Regions from separate parts of the Oryctolagus cuniculus genome. Here region 1 is linked to region 2. A link is a contact called in public Micro-C data. All regions are on one chromosome and are shown on one strand. Each heading gives the region's core, a stretch centred on a gene start, on an enhancer-like site or on the middle of the called end of the contact. The rest is flanking DNA. Distances are from core to core; before and after follow the strand shown.

Region 1 (3,659 bases), core at 857-3,356, 86 kb after region 2:
CCCGCCCCGTGCCCTGGGGAGCTCAGCCAGCCTCAGGGGCAGCGGCCACCTCGCTGCGCCTGGCCACGCTCTGGACCGGCGGAGTCCAGCGGCACGTGCTGGAAGCGTGGGGATGGCGCAGCCCTGCAGAGGAGCCCCGGCCGCACCGGCCACCAGCGCCCGGCCCCTGGCGACGGCCGGTCTCGTCCCCTCTGCGCCAGGACTGCAGGCAGAGAACGGGAAAGATTCGCCCGCAAACCCCGGGGAAACACAGCCCCACCCGGCGGCTGCAGGTCCCTGTCGCCTGGTTTTTCTGCTCAGCTGAGGTCTGGAAGCTGCTCGGGGCTACCAGGTAAACCCTTGTGTCTCACTGGCGCCCAAGGACACTCCCGGGGTCAGCGGCCAGTGCCTGCCGCCAGAGGAGTCGGGTGTGAGCGCACAGTGGGTCCCCCGCACGTCACCTTGACCCATCTGTTAAAGGGGACGATCACTGTGCCCACTGTGCAGGGTTGGGGGACACCGAGACCCAAGCACACAGCAGGCCTCCAGGAAGTGAAAGCAACAAGCCAGACGGGAGACCGCCAGGGGCTTGGTTCAGATGCGGTGTTTGGCCCCTTGGGGTCCCAGGCTTGGACGGTGCTGGAGCCACACCCGCGGGAGCGGCCTCCACTGCCGAGTCCCGAGTCCCGGCGGGGTCTTGACCCAGGAGGCCCCTCCGGCCCCCAGGCCCTCCAGCTCAGCTGCTGGTGTTCTCGCTGGGGGAACTGCGGGGTTGGAACCACGTGGCTGCCGGCATGGACGCAGCCCGGGGCCTTGGGCAGCTCCGGCCGGCGGCAGAGGCGGTCCTGGCTGACCTTGCCAGGGCCGGCGCGGGTGGGGACGGCGCTGCCGGGGCTGGGGCGCGCGCAGTGTTCCGTGCGGGGAGGCAGGCAGTGCCTGTGCAGGCCGCTTGGGCTCAAAGCCCAGCTCTGTCCTCTCTACCTGGGTGACCTTGGCCCAGCTCCGCAAAAGGCTGTGTGCACCTGCAGAGGTGACTTCCAAGCCGGGCAGGGTCCCAGGGCGCGGGGCTCCAGACCTCTGAGGCCCAGACTGGAGGCGGGAAGAATGGACCGGGAGGGAGGGGAGAGGGTTTGAGGGTGCGGCTCCTGCAACTGCCCCTCCCCCACTGCTGCCTGTGTGTGACCCTTGGAGAAGGCAGGCTGAGGGCCCTGGGGCAGTGGCCTGGGGTTGACCTGCCTTTGAGACTGACCTTCCAACGTCTGACCCCAAGGCAGGCTGCAGGTTACCCAGGACTTACGGCTGAGAGCCGGCGTGGGGAGCATGGGGGGTCCTGGGCTTGTCTGCCAGCTGTGGCTTCCAACAGGGGGGCCTCCGGAGCCCCCAAACACGCCCCCAGCTCCCGCGCCCCACCCCCACCTCCTCAAGTCTCCACTCTGCAGAGGAGCAAGTCTGGGCTCAGAGAGGGCGAGCCCCAGCCTGAGGCCGCCCAGCAATGGGAGGGGGGGGCCTGCCCCCACCCCTCCCCACGCCGCCCCCTGCCGCGGGCACGGCCGGAAGCTGAGACTTGGAGGCCAGGCTCTTCCCACGCCCCCTCCCCCTTTCCCGGTGCGCGGCTCCCCTCCCCCAGCTCTAGGGGCGGCCCCGGCGCTGTCTCTCCCGCTTCCGCAGGATCCCCCGCGCGCCTCCGGGAGCCCACCCCGAGGCAGCTTTCTCACAACAGGACCCCCGCGTGGGGACGCCGCGGGGCCCAGCGGGAGAGCCCGGCCGCGGGGTCAGGCGAGGCGGGGGTCTCCGCGGCCGCCGCCCCCCCCTCCCCGGCCCTGGCTCGCCCCTCCCCGCCCAGGCCCGCTGAATAATTGATTCGCCCAGAAACCAGGGCTCTGCGGGGCGCGCCAGCCCCGCGCCCCCCGGGTGGCGGTCCCCGGCTCGGGCCGGGCGGGGGTCGCGGGCCGCTGGGCTGTGCGTGCCCGGGCTCACTGCTGCGCTCCGCGGGCCGGCTTTTTCCCCCCTTTTTTCTCTTTCCTTTTTTTTTTTTTTTTCTTTCCTGGAGCGGAGCCCGGCGCCAGGAGTCTGGAACCCGCCTGACAAGCTTTTGAGTTATGGAGGGGGGAGGGGTGGCGCGCAGCGCGGGGGGCGGGGAGGGGCGCGGCGCGCTCCCGCGGACTGGGCCAGGGCGCGCGCACCGGCTCCGGGCGAGGGTCTGGCGGCGGCGGCGGCGGCCGGGAGGGGGCGAAGCCGGCCCCCGCGCCGCAGTGCAGGGGGCCCGGGCGGGCGGCCTCCCGCGCCGAGCGCCGCATTCCTTTCCGCTGAACTGGGCGCCGGGGCCCGCGCCGCGCCCTGCACGCAGCCCCGGGCGGGCTGGGCGGGGGGGCGTGTGTGCCGGCCCCCGCCCCCCTGCAGGAAGCGCTCCTTTACCGGTGGGCGGGGCCCCAGCACAACTAGGGTCGTCCCTGGCGGGGTCGCCCCGCAGCTCGCCGTCTGCTCGGGGCGTCCCTCGGCCTGGCTCAGGACTGCGCGCTGGTTGGAGGCACGGGGGCGGGGGCCCCTTAGCTTCTCTGGTCCCCGCGCCGGGCAGGCGTGGGGAGGCGGGGTCCGGAGTGAGGGGCACCCACGACCCCAGGGCGCCCGGGATCGGAGCTGGAGACTCCCCGACCAGCAGCGGCCCGCCCCTTGCACTGTGGAGTTGCTGCGCCTGCCGCAGTGGGCTTCTGTGCACCTGGGTTTCCCTCAGGGACCCCCAGCCCAGCACCGCTTGTCCCCCCCAGCTGGTTGGTGACCCGGATGTCCCTGCATGCTCCCAGCTGTGTGGCCTTCACCCCCCACCCCGAGTCACCCGCGCCCCCTCTGGCTGCTCGGCGCCAGCCTCTCCTGGGTTCTGGAAGATTCCATGAGGCTCTGCAGGCCTGGGCTTAGCATAGAGCCTGGCACATGGCGAGTGCGCCGCCGCCGCGCTGTTGTTTGTTGAGATTTCCCAGGACCCGCCCCCCAGCCCCCCGCCGAGCCGGTGTCGAAATCACCCCAAGCCAAGCTGCTGAGCAGAAGTTTCCAGTCTCCCTGGCAAAGCTGGGAAGAGTTTGGGTGCGGCTCAGAGACGCAGCTGGGCAGGCTGCGCAGGGCCAGGGCTGGGGAGGGCCCCCAGATGTTCTTGGCGGCCCTGGGGGCTGGGGGAGGGGAGCGCTGCCCCTCCCCCGCCCAGCGCTGCTGCAGCACCGCCAAAGGCTGGCGGTGGTCTGTGGTCAGCAGCCACTGGCTCTGCCCCCGCCTGAGCTCCCCTGCACCCCCGGGAGTGGGGGGGAAAGCCCTACCAGTGCCCGGGTAGGCATGGCACAGCCTCACCTGGGGAAAGCACCAGGCCCGCCAGGCCTCTGCCTGGGTCACCGCTGGGCAGCGGGCAGGGGAGGGGGCAGGTCCTTCCTGGCTTCACTCCCGCGGGGCCTCGTGACCCTGGGCGGTCAGCGTGGGCTCTCTCGACCTTGGTCTCCTGTGTCTGCAAACCAGACACACAGAGGGAAGGAAGCGTTGGAGTGGGAAGAGCCGGGCGTGGAGTCCTAGCCTGGCCCAAGCTCGGACAAGTCCGAAGGAGGCTAGGACAAGGCCAAGTACAGAGAACGGGTGCCGGCCGCCCCTTGCCGGTGCCACGGTGCTGGGCTGTCCTCCAGGTGTCCTGGGCTCAGAGACGG
Region 2 (4,213 bases), core at 265-2,764:
GGTCGGCTGCCCCTGCGGGGGCTCAGGCTGGCCAGGTGACTTGCAGGTGTCACGGGCTGTGCAGGCCTGGCCTCCACGCAGGCAGCGCCACCCGTGCTGAGGGGTGCGTGTGCATAAGACAGCTACGGCGGCACACACAGCGCTGGCCTCCGGAAGTTCAGCGAGGAAACTCGGGGATGCAGGTGAACCCCTGAAGATCAAACCTGCAAAGCTAAATGCTGAGAAGATGAGATACAGTAACATTCCAGGTTCAGGGTGGGATTAGGACACGGGCAAGCCGGGAGCAGGGGTGGGCTGGGGTCCCGCGAGCCTCCTGCCTGCGAGCCGTGGGCGCACCCTGGGTCCGGGGAATCTGCCAAAGTTCTATTGCCTGCAAGAGTGACAGAGCAGACCCCCAGCCAGGAAACAGCCCGTGGGTGCTGTGCAGGGGTGACCCCAGCAGTGTGGCAGGAGCCACTGAGGTGCAGTGGGGGGGGGGTTGTGCACGCTCAGCTGCTGGGTTGGGGCAGATTTTCAGGAGGAGCCGTCCTGGGTGGGCTTCCCCTGGGACATCTCAGCAGGACTTAGGGGTCCTCTGGCTACATCTGCTGCCCCCAACATAGGGTGTCGGGGCTCTGTGTCCAGCCTCTCTTCCCAGCATGGAGTGGAGCGCTCTGACCCCACCCACCGAGCTCAGGCCTGGATGGAGGACCCCCAGCCCCCAGCGGGGTGCTGGCGAGGGGGGGCTGGGAGGGTAGGCAGGGCCCAGAGCCCCTTTCCAGCCTGTAGGGACAGGCTTCTAGACCCAGTCTAGAAGTTTCTCTGGGCTCTTTGTTTTGAGGTTGTTTTGGGCGCAGACTCCCCCCCCCCAGTAAGCCGGGTGCGGGGGCTCCAGGCAGCCCTGGGTTTTCTGAACTTGAATCTGTGTCTTCCTCTCTCTGCCCTTGGAGGGGACTTGAGGCCCCGGGAGAGGAGGGGCTTGGTTGGGGGTCCTCAGAGAGCTCGGGGTCTCCTGTGTGGGTACCAGGGTCGTCGGGCAGGTGCTGTGTGGTGCTCAGCGGCTCCCCTGTGCCCGGGCCAGCGCGGCGTCTGTGAGCCCCTGTGGGCGGAGGTCGTCCCAGCCTGGGAGTTCAACGCTTCCTCCGTGCCTGCACTGCGCCCCGGCTGCAAGCAGGAGTTGGGGGTGCTGACCCCCCCGGAAGGGGGAGCAGGCTCGGCCACCTCTGGCCGAGCGCCGGCCGGCCGTCAGGCTGCCATTTGAAGCGTGTCCTGTTGGTGGCACCTTGGCGTGGCTCAGGTGTTCATGGAGTGAATGTGGTTTGCGCACAGCGACGTGCCGGCTGCTTCCGCTTGAGATCTGAGCGCCCGGAGCTGAACTTGACCGCGTCTCTCTCCCCACGAACCCTCCCGCGGCTCCTCACTGACTGTCCAGGCTGGGAGCAGCCCCAACGCCCGCTCTCCCTCCCCTCTCTCCCCCTCCCCCACTGGCTCCCGAAATGTCGCTTCCTCCAGGAAGCCCCCCTGCCCAGTTCAGGGACGCCAGCTCTGGCTCCGGTGGGTCCTGCCCTTCCTTCCCCTCGGTGGCAGGACCCCCAGCCCAGCCCAGCCCCGTGTCCCGCGCACGCTGGGGCAGGGCCTGCGGGGGCCACCTGAGCCGCTCCTCCGGAACACGGGAGGGGGCCTGGCGGCAGCCCGCGCCCACCCCCGGCCCCGCCGCCTGCAGACCCTGCCTGGGAGGGGCGAGGAAAGGGTTAACTGTTCCTGGCGGCCTCGTGCTGTGTCTGCGGCAGCTCCCCCTTCCGGGGCCGCCGCAGCCGGCGTTGGCGAGGAATGCGTGCAATGCAGCCACGCGGGCGGGCGGCGGCGGCCGCCGGGCCGGTCCCCGGTTGAGCAATCGCCCCGCCGGTTCCTGTAACTCCAGCCCCTCCCGCCTCCCCCGCCCGCCGGCTTCCGCCCACCCCACCCCCGCCCGCCGGGGCCCTGGGGTCGCCACGGAGGGCCGGAGAGAGCGGGCGGGGAGCGGGCAGCTCGGCCCAGAGAGGCCGGGGCCTCAGCCGACGTCACACAGCCTGGGAGGCACCAGAGAATTGGGCAACAGCCTGGGTTTGGCCTTCTGTGCCCACGCTGCAGCGGTGCACGGTGTGCACACGCACACGCGCGCACACACGCGCACACAGCGGCAGGTGAAGCTCTGAGCCGCGGGGACCTCCCCACCTCAGGGCAAAGACCCCCTTCGCCGCTCCTCTGCACCGGGCCCCAGGATCTGAGACAGGGTGGTGGCTCCCGCTGGGCTGGGTGCAGCCCCGACCCTCAGCGCACGCCCCCAGCCTGGCTCTGGGCCCCTCCCCCGCTTCCTCTTCCTCTTCCTCCCTCCCTCGGGTGCCTTTTAAGGGAGTGTCTTACTCTGTCCTAGCGCACAGCTGGGGGTGGCCGAGCCCCTCCCTCTGCCGGGGTGGGGGGCCCTGACTTCCCTGCTCTGCCGGAGTGGAGTTCAGAGACTGGGGCTGGGTGGGCTGGACCCGGAAGGACTCGCCCGGTCCTGTGGACCTGGGGGCCGTTGGGGGGCCTCTCTGGGTGTTGGCACTCACTCTCGCCAGCGCCCCCCCCCAGAGGTGCCACCTTGGGAACCCCTCCCCCATCTCCCCGTGATCCCGGGGTTCTGTGTCACATTCCCCTCTACACAGATCCAAAACACCCCTTTCACAGGTGAGGAGGCACAGAACCCGGTCGGTGAGCCAAGTGCTGGCCAGGCTGACCCCTCCGAGGAAGGAACAGAGAGGCCGGTGCACTTGTCCGGGGCCGCCCAGCTCTGAGGCCGCCCAGGCTGGCGGGGAACGCAGGCCAGCTGGCTCCAGGACCTGTGTTCGCAGCTCCAGAAGAAAGGGCCGGGCCACCTGGGCTGGGCGGCTTGGAGGGGGCGTGGCAAAGTGGGGGCAGCGCCCCCGGGACCCCCGGGACCCCGGAGTGACAGCCTCTTTCCCCAGGGCAGGCCGCTGGCGGAGGCGGAGGGCGGTGCCGCCCGGTGGCGGCTCCTCGCCCGCCGAGAAGGACCCCCCCCCGCCGGCTGGCGTGGACAGATGGACAGAGCAGCCCCCACCCCCACCCCGCTCGCGGCGCTGCCCCGCGTCGCCACCTCCTCCCGAGCAGGTTTCCTTTAAGAAGCCAGAAGATTGATTTCCTGGCGGGCTCTGCGCCGAGGAGCCGTCCAAATGGTTTGCGTGTCTGCATTTTTTACTGCTCCGTTTAATATGTATGCAAATGCCGGCCGCGCCGCCGCCGCAGCCACACGCGGCGCCCATTAGCGCGGCCGTCCTGGGCGCGCGCCGCGCTCCGAGCGACGGGCGGGCGGCCCTGACGGATGGGTGCGGGGGCCGCGCCGCGCGGCGGCTGTGTCACTTCTCCCGCTCATTTTTTTTTGGGGGGTGGGGGTGGGGAGAAGACCGAGAACCCACAGAGGAGAGATTTTAATATATGCAAAACCGTGGGGGCTGGGGGCGGGGGAGGGATGCGGGGCCCGGGGCTGCGGGGGGAGGGAGCCCGCACGGTCACCTTGGGAGAGCCGCGGCCGCGCTCGGCAGCGGAGCAGCTAGCGGGGCCCGGGGTAGGGAGGGGGAGTGGAAGAGGAGGGGGCGCGGGCTGGGGTCCGTGCGGGAAGCCCCGCCCCCACTGCCGCCGTCCTGGGCGCCTAACTTTATAGAGGTGATGTCATTCAGCCTCGCTCTGGCCAGAGGAGTTTGTGCAGTTGGGGAAACTGAGGCCCGGCCAAGCGAAGTACCTTGGGAAGGGCGACGGGGCGGGGGGGGGGGTGTGGGTGGGGAGGCGGGCCCTGCCAGGGCGCTGTCTGACCCCCGACCTCGCCCGCTCTGCCCTGTGGATGTGGTGCGTGTGCGCGCGTGTGCACGCGTGTGCCCACTCCGAATTTGCTGAGAGGAGCCCCGCCCCTGCTCCTCCCACCTGCCCGGCCACCAGGCAGGTAACCCACGGGCCTGCCTGAAAGCCCCAGATGTGAGGGGCTGGTTTTAAAGGAACGGCCAGGAAGGGGGGGCAGAGGCGGTGCAGAGAGGGGCTGTGGCTGGAGCAGAGGCCTGGTGCACGCAGGGTGTGTGTGCGTGTCCCCGTGCAAGTCCCTGCCAGGCAGGGGTGTGTGTGTCAGCGTGGCAGTGAGCACACGCGTGTCCCACACAGCTAGAGTGCACATGCCCCCTGGGGGGCTCCTCCTGGGGGGTAGGCTCCG

The links. A called contact is a pair of places that touch in the nucleus more often than the background predicts.
Region 1: a contact with region 2 is called in a Micro-C map of ear pinna, with 4 times the contacts expected there. The contact joins two enhancer-like sites. A contact is called at or near these places in 2 of 6 Hi-C or Micro-C datasets (ear pinna and an unstated tissue).

What each region holds. Positions count from the first base shown.
Region 1 is chr1:232,457,490-232,461,148 of mOryCun1.1, forward strand. No RefSeq gene overlaps it. Among named protein-coding and RNA genes, the nearest start is that of C1H9orf50, 79 kb to the right of the region's middle. Within about 2 kb of position 2,107, at least 5 of the 8 cell types and tissues checked have an H3K27ac peak or open chromatin away from gene starts, as enhancers often do. A contact at or near this core is called in ear pinna, where this site is marked.
Region 2 is chr1:232,372,162-232,376,374 of mOryCun1.1, forward strand. The region is part of intron 2 of LOC138847518 (a long non-coding RNA gene); the gene reads left to right. Among named protein-coding and RNA genes, the nearest start is that of IER5L, 95 kb to the left of the region's middle. Within about 2 kb of position 1,515, at least 5 of the 8 cell types and tissues checked have an H3K27ac peak or open chromatin away from gene starts, as enhancers often do. A contact at or near this core is called in ear pinna, where this site is marked.